Regions from separate parts of the Mus musculus genome. Here region 1 is linked to region 2. Evidence: chromatin contacts called from public promoter capture Hi-C data. All regions are on one chromosome and are shown on one strand. The core of a region is the stretch at or near the end of the contact, and the rest is flanking DNA. Distances in the headings are between cores, read along the strand shown.

The links. Capture Hi-C pulls out chosen DNA fragments and counts their contacts.
Region 1: a promoter capture Hi-C map of pancreatic islet shows a contact between it and region 2. The contact joins the promoter of Ceacam19 here to the promoter of Bcl3 in region 2. A contact is called at or near these places in 11 of 39 promoter capture datasets (the C10 cell line, the HPC-7 cell line, cranial neural crest and 8 more), 1 of 15 datasets of contacts at CTCF or cohesin (CD8 T cells), 7 of 484 Hi-C or Micro-C datasets (B cells, CD8 T cells, the G1E-ER4 cell line and 2 more), 17 of 115 datasets of contacts at active chromatin or transcription factors (the 230-238 cell line, CD8 T cells, the HPC-7 cell line and 9 more) and 4 of 9 other capture datasets (adipose tissue, embryonic stem cells, liver and 1 more).

What each region holds. Positions count from the first base shown.
Region 1 is chr7:19,886,403-19,889,827 of GRCm38.p6, forward strand. It overlaps Ceacam19 (carcinoembryonic antigen-related cell adhesion molecule 19), which reads right to left and starts at 1,563. Exons shown (of 7, transcript NM_177036.5): 1 at 1,352-1,563; 2 at 1-250. The coding sequence starts at 1,403.
Region 2 is chr7:19,820,777-19,824,272 of GRCm38.p6, forward strand. Bcl3 (B cell leukemia/lymphoma 3) reads right to left here and starts at 1,979. Exons shown (of 9, transcript NM_033601.3): 1 at 1,661-1,979. The coding sequence starts at 1,901.

The DNA of each region.
Region 1 (3,425 bases), core at 313-2,812, 65 kb after region 2:
AAGCCAACAATGTCTCGCTGTCCCATGGCACTGCCATCCCTCTGGGGCCGTGGTAGTCCGGGGATATAAGAGAACAGCCTTGTGCCTCCAGAAGCCTCCTCCCCCAGGTACCAGATGAAATCCTGAGCAGTGCTGGGAACACCGTGAAGGGACAGAAGAAGGTCCTGGTTCTTTTGAGGCTGCTCTGGGATCATCTCGATGTGGAGGGCTGCCTGTGAGCCTTGGGGCAGCTCAAGGGCCAGGAACAAGGCTGTGGAAAAGTATGGAGGAGGCCTGAGGTCGAGTTTTGGGCAGAGGTAACAAAACCTTCCTCTTTACAGACTCTCAACCGCAGCAAAGACCATAAGGGCTGCACATTGGAAATGACAATGAGATTGATTAGTGATGTCTGCCCTGGGAGTAGGAATATAGGCACAGATGCCACAGATCTGCCACGCCAGTGGCAGAAGGGTTTTCTGTCCTGAGATGCTATGTGGTCTGTTCCTAAACACTTGGACCCTCTGAATTTACTTATTCAACCAATATTTAAAGGATGAATAAGTAAATACATTTCATCATAGACCAATTACATCATCTAGGTTTGTCTTCTCCTCCTCTTCCTATTCTTCCTCCTCATTCTTCAAGACAGGGTTTCTCTGTGTAGCTCTGGAACTCACTCTGTAGACCAGGCTGGCCTTAGAGATTCATTTTGCCTCTGTCTCCTGAGTGCTGGGATCAAAGTCATGTGCCACCATCTCCTGGTTTCTTCTCTTCCTTCTCCTTCTCCTCCTCCTCCTCTTCTTTCTCCTCTTCCTCCTCCTCCTCATGTGCCACCATCTCCTGGTTTCTTCTCCTTCTCCTCTCCCTCCTCTTCCTCTTCCTCCTCCTTCTTCCCCCCCCTCCCCCCTCCTCCTCCCTCCTCATTTTCCTTCTTCTTTTGAGTCAGGGTTGCCTGGAACTCATTATGCAGTCCAGCTCCAACTTGTGATCCTTCTGCCTCAGCCTCCAAAGTGCTGCCATTACAGATATACACCACTATGGCTGGCTTGTTCCTAGATTTTTGCTTTTTATTTGAAACAAGGTCTCATGTAGACCAGGCTAGCCTTGAACTGCCTATGTAGTTCAGGATGTCCTTCTACCTTACAAACTCTGCGAGTCTATGTGTGACTCACCAGTCCTGGCTCAGTCTCTATAGTCCCTTCCCTCCCTCCTTCGCTCACTCCCCAGAACCCCCTGGGAAAACAAACACTAATTCCTACCCTCATAGTCCTGACATTCTAGAAGATGCCATAGATGAAATAGGGATGGAGCTGTGATGTCACTACCCTGCCTCATCTTGTCCCTCAGCCCTCTGAGGCTGTTTCCTCCTTACCTGAGAACAGGAGGCCCTTTGAGAAGCAGCCCGGTGGGGTCCAGGTCTCCATCTTGCTTCCTGTAGAGATGGCAAGGGCACTGAGAGCCACAGGCTGGGGTCTTGCTCTCTTAAGAGTGAAGTTCAGTGGGGCATCCAGCGGGTGCCACGGGACCCAGCCAGGCTTGGAGGCTGCCGAGCCCTATCATCCCCTTCCACTGTCTCCCAGCCTTTCAGGGCTCCACCCATGCCCTGAGATGAAGCGTGCACACTGGTTGGACCAGTCTTCCCGGACCTCCTCCCCAGCACCTCCATTTTCTTCCCACCCAGCGTGGCTGGCCAAGGGGAACCAGTGAGGCAGCCTCTGTTTGAGCAACACCCCCCCCCCCCACCGCACCCTACTACCTCCCCTAGAAACAGAAGTTCAGGGAAGTGTGAAAGTCACTGAGTAGCAGAGGGTTTTTTGTTTTTGTTTTAAAATCTGGGGCAAGTTCACTCTAAAGAACTTAACATTTTCTTTTCTTTTCTTTCTTTCTTTTTTTCTTCTTCTTTTTTTTTTTTTTTAAAAAAAAGAGACAGGGTTTCTCTTTATAGCTCTGGCTGTCCTGGAGCTCACTTTGTAGACCAGGCTGGCCTCGAACTCAGAAATCCGCCTGCCTCTGCCTCCCGAGTGCTGGGATTAAAGGCGTGCGCCACCACGCCTGGCTAACATTTTCTTTTAACATGGAGGGCGGTGCTTCTCGCCACCATGGGTCTCAGGAATCTAACTCAGGTTACCAGGCTTGGCGGCAACCCCTTCATTCTCTGAAACGTGCTTTGTTTGTTTGTTTGTTTGTTTCTAAGTATTCATCTACTAAATCCCGTGACCCTTGCCCAGCTTGTGACCCGATGGGGCTTAAGAAGTGCTCTCCTGGGGGCTGATGAGATGGCTCAGTGGTTAAGAGTGCCTACTGCTCTTCCATAGGTCCTGAGTTCAAATCTCAGCAACCACATGGTGGCTCACAACTATCCTAACGAAATCTGATGCCCTCTTCTGGAGTGTCTGAAGACAGCTACAGTGTACTTACATATAATAAATAAATAAATCAAAAAAGAAAAGAGAAGTGCTCTCCTTTCCTTCAGCCCTCTGTGTATCACAGCCCCCTTTCAGACCCACCCCCAGACAAGGCTGTGATCAGAGGACAGTTGAAAATCAACGGAGACTAGGAGAGCCGCTGACTAACCTAAGGGGAAGGGAGGGCTCCCTGGAGGAAGGGACCTATTGTGAGAGAGTTGGAATCAGGCCTGTGCCCCAGGCTTCCCAGCTCATGCAAAGGAAGGAGGTGGGAGTGGGGCTAAACACCCAAGTGCATCATGGAAACTGTGAAATCTGGGTCACTGAGGCACTGGGAAAGCCTGTAATATTTCCAGACTCATTCCAGAAGGTTCTATTGGAAAGAGACCATCTACTGACCAGAGGAGGCTGGCGCTGGGCAGTTTCTGGTCCAGCAGGAAAGGAGCACCTACAGTTGGGGGTGGAGGGCAGTGTGCTTGCCTGTCTCTGTCATGAGGTGGCAGATGATGGGCAGAGCCCTTCAGTCCCTGATTTGAGGCAATCAGGAATTGTGGCTTTTTATGCCAGGACTATAATCACCACACCCCACTGAGGGTGGGCAGCCCTGCCTGGAGCCCTGGGCACCTTTCCTTATTCACTTGGCAGCAAATAGCCCCCCATTCTGCCTCTCTAATTGGTCCTCTGACAAATGAGACTCCACATTGCCCACTCCTGTGCATGCCTGCAGTAGCAGCAATCACCAACCTATAGTCACTGACTTTAACTTTGGCCCAGCCCTTTGCCCAAGGCCCAGCCCTCCAATCGAGCCATACCTGGAAGACCTAGTAGTGATGTCTACAGTCATCCCTCCATCAATCCTTCTTGTTATAGTTTTGTCATTTTTCTGTCTGCCACCAAGTGGGTGTAGACAATGCAGCAATTTTATCTTAAATCCGGAGCTGTGGTCTCAACCTTCTTATAGCTTGGGACCATTTAATACTGTTTCTCACATTGTGGCCACATCCCCAACCATAAAATCACTTTCATTGCTACTTCATAACT
Region 2 (3,496 bases), core at 729-3,228:
CCACATGCCTGCCTGACCCTCTCAGAGGCCAGAAGAGGGCATTGCATTCTCAGAACTGTGAGCTGAAAGATGTGGATGCTGGAAACAAGCTCTAGTCCTCTGCAAGAGCTCCAGAGGCTTTTAACCACTAAACCACCTCTTTGGCCCCCATCCCTTCTTTGAAACGTTGTGTCACTATGGAGCCCAGACTGGCCTCAAACTCAAAAAGATCCTCCTGCCTCAGCTTCCCAAATGCTAGGATTACAGGCATGCAGCACCATGTTGACTACCCCAGGTTCTGTTAGCTTCTCAGACTTGGCCCTCAACACCCAAGATAATGTTCTTGTTCGTGCCCCTCCTCCCTGCTCCTGCACCCTCCATCCCTCACCTCTAACCTCCATCCCTCACCTCTAGCCCCCACCCCTCACCTCTAACCCCCACCCCTCACCTCTAGTCCCCACCCCTCACCTCTAACCCCCACCCCTCACCTCTAGCCCCCATCCCTCACCTCTAGCCCCCATCCCTTACCCTAACCTTCATTCCTTATTCCTATTCCTTCCTACATCACATCTCTTCTCTCACAAATGTCTGACCTCCATCTACAGAAAGGACCCTTAAGGGCAGAGAGAGCCCTGTCACCACCCAGCAGGGGACTTCAGTTATAAGATTACACTGTGAGTAATTAGCTGAAGGAATAAATGACAAGCTAATATCTGGGTGTAGGGGATCTGGGGAGTTGGGGCTGTCAGAAAACTTGTCCTTTAGAACCCTTTTGGATGACAACGTTGGGAAGGGTCATTGCACAGATGGGGAAATGGAGGGCAGGGTTCTCATCAGATGGAGAAGGTCTCTTGTTACATAGTGTCCTCCTGCTGGAGCATGATAGGTAGTAGCTGAAGAACCTGGAGGGCCCAGAGACCTCAGCAGCGCTGGGGTATTTAGCAGATAGTAATGTGCCTACTGCAGGTGGATGTCCCTTCCTGGATATAAAAGTTGAAGAGAAAGGTATCCGGTTTCTTGCTGTCTGACCAGCTCTGGGGTTCCCTTTCTAAAGTCCCCCCTTCCCAGGTCCCCGAATCCCTCTCCTTGGACCGAAGCCCTTCAGTTTCTAAATTCCTTGTGTTCCCTCTCTTAGAACCCTCAGTCCCCAAGCCTGCCCCTAGGGCCACCTGACCCAGGGACACTTGTGAGTGCTCACAACTAGCCTGCAGAATGCAGTCACTATCGCCCTAAGACCTCGGTTCCCAGGATTTTAACCTACCGTATCAGCCTCCTTGGATCCTGGGTCCATTTCTATTCATCTCCCCATATCTGCTTACCAGAACCCCAGTTTCCAAGGTCCGAGTGACGATTATTCATAGTTCTGAACATCTGGTCTCTCCCAACCAGATATTCTGCGTCTCTGGAGTGTCTTGGGATCCCATATCTGCGACACTGGACGCTGTCTTCTGACCCCCATTCCCCAAGGCCATTTGACCCTTGGGCACCTGCCTGGGTGAACTTCTTGGCACGCCCATGGCTGAGCTCCAGGGCCTCTCAACCTCTTTCCTAGCTGTCTTTGGGTCATCAACTTGCACCCTGGAGTCCCAGCTACCAGGAACCCCAACTATTTGTGTCCTGTGTTCTGCTGACCTTAGGTGGCCCCCACCCGGCCCTGACTTTCATGGGGGAGGCCACTCACCCTGGTAGTAAAGGGCCTCCGGCCTGGCCACACAGTGGGGGGGCCCAGGGACAACCGGGACGTCGCAGCCGCTGCGCAGGGCGTCCAGGGGTCCAGCGGGGCTGCGCGTGGTTGCGGGCTCTGGGGACGCGGGGCGCAGCGGGCGTTTGCGGAGTGGCAGCGCGGCGCCCGGGGTGCCCTTGGGCCGGGTGCGCAGGTCCACGGGCCCCTCGTCCATGGCCCCCGCGGGGCATCGGGGCATCGGGCCGCCCGGAGACGCCGGGGCGTGCGGCGAGCTCGGCACGGGAAGGCGGTCTCGCCGGGCAGCGGGACTTCCCCTGCCGCCGACTGAACTGAAGGGACTTTTGTCAGTCGGGGCGGCGCCCGCCTCCCGCCTCCCCGCCCCCGGGCCCCCGGGGCCACCCGTCCGCCCCAGGGGTTTCCTGGACCCGCGTCTCGGAGGCGGAGCTCCTGGTCCCCACCCGCCACTCTGCTCATTGTGCCTCTGGCCGGGAGCTCTGTCTGGGTCTGAGTCCTTGAGATTCTCACATCTTCTGTCTGTCTCTCGCTTTGTTAGACTGGAGCTCCTGTAGCCCAGGCTAGTCTCGAACTCACTATGTAGTAGAGGGTGGTCTTGAACTTCTGTTCCTCCTGTTTCAACCTCCTGAGTGCTGAAATGACACTTGCACTACTGTGCCTTGATCTATTTGTCTGTCTGTCTATCTATCTATCTATCTATCTATCTATCTATCTATCTATCTATCTATCTATCTATCTTTCCAGCCAGCCAGCCTGCCTTCCTTCCTTCCTTCCTTTCTTTTTTTCTTGGACCATGGATCGAAGGCTAGCCTTAAATTTGCTGTGTAGCGGAAGATGACCTTGAACTCCTGATCCTCCCTCCTCTACCTCCCATCTCGCCTGGGACACCATAACCGGCAAACGTTTCTGTTGGCTGGTGGGGGGGGGGGGAGGCTCCTGCGTGCTAGGGATCCATACTTCTAAGCCCCTCCCCCAAATCCCCCATCTCTGAATCTCTTGGCTGTGTCTGGCGATCGCTTCTACTTTTGTGAGCACCTTCCCCTCCCACTGGTCCCATCTTTCCTTTAGTATTTCTGACTCTTTCAGCCATCTCCCTTAGTGCCAACTCTGAAGTCCTTAGAGGCCACAGGGTTGCTAGGGCATGGGTCTGAATCCTGAGTCCTACTTCCTCTTGGGTGACCTTGGCCATGCACTTCTCCCTCTGAGCCGTTTCCTTTTTGCAATGCTGGAGCCTAGGAGCTTGTGCACTTGAGCGATCTCCCAGCCCTCTTTGCGTTCCGTTTTAAGACTAAGCTGTTCGGACTGGCTTTGCCTTTGTTCTGTAGCCCAGGATGGCTTAGAACCTGAATCTTCCTGTCTGAGGTGGGATGCAGGTCTGCACCATCAGGGTGAGCCCAGACTCACTCTTTGTGCGAGAGAAAAGCCCAGCCCAAGGCAGAGACTGGTTCTTGGCAGAAAGTAGCCACCCTCTGCCTTCCTCATGCCTCCTAACTCGCAGGGCACAGGATAGCTAGGGGTGCAGGAGAGCTCTGAATGTGTCTCCTTGCCAGGTCCCTGCACCCAGCCAGAGGCCTCAAAGAACGAAACGCCAATGAATCCCAGATGCAGAGAGAGAGAGGAGATTTGGAGACAGATCCTGAGAGATGCAAGTGTAGATAGGGAGAGTTAAGAGTTTGGACCAGCAGGCCTCACTTAGGGCTCAAGGCCAGACAACTGTGGGGGTTGGGGGGTGTAGGTTGACTCCCTCAGCTTTCCCCACTTCCCTTCCCACCCCAAGGAGGGGCTGGCTGGTGGGGAACAGGCCGGGCTGGTTGGGGC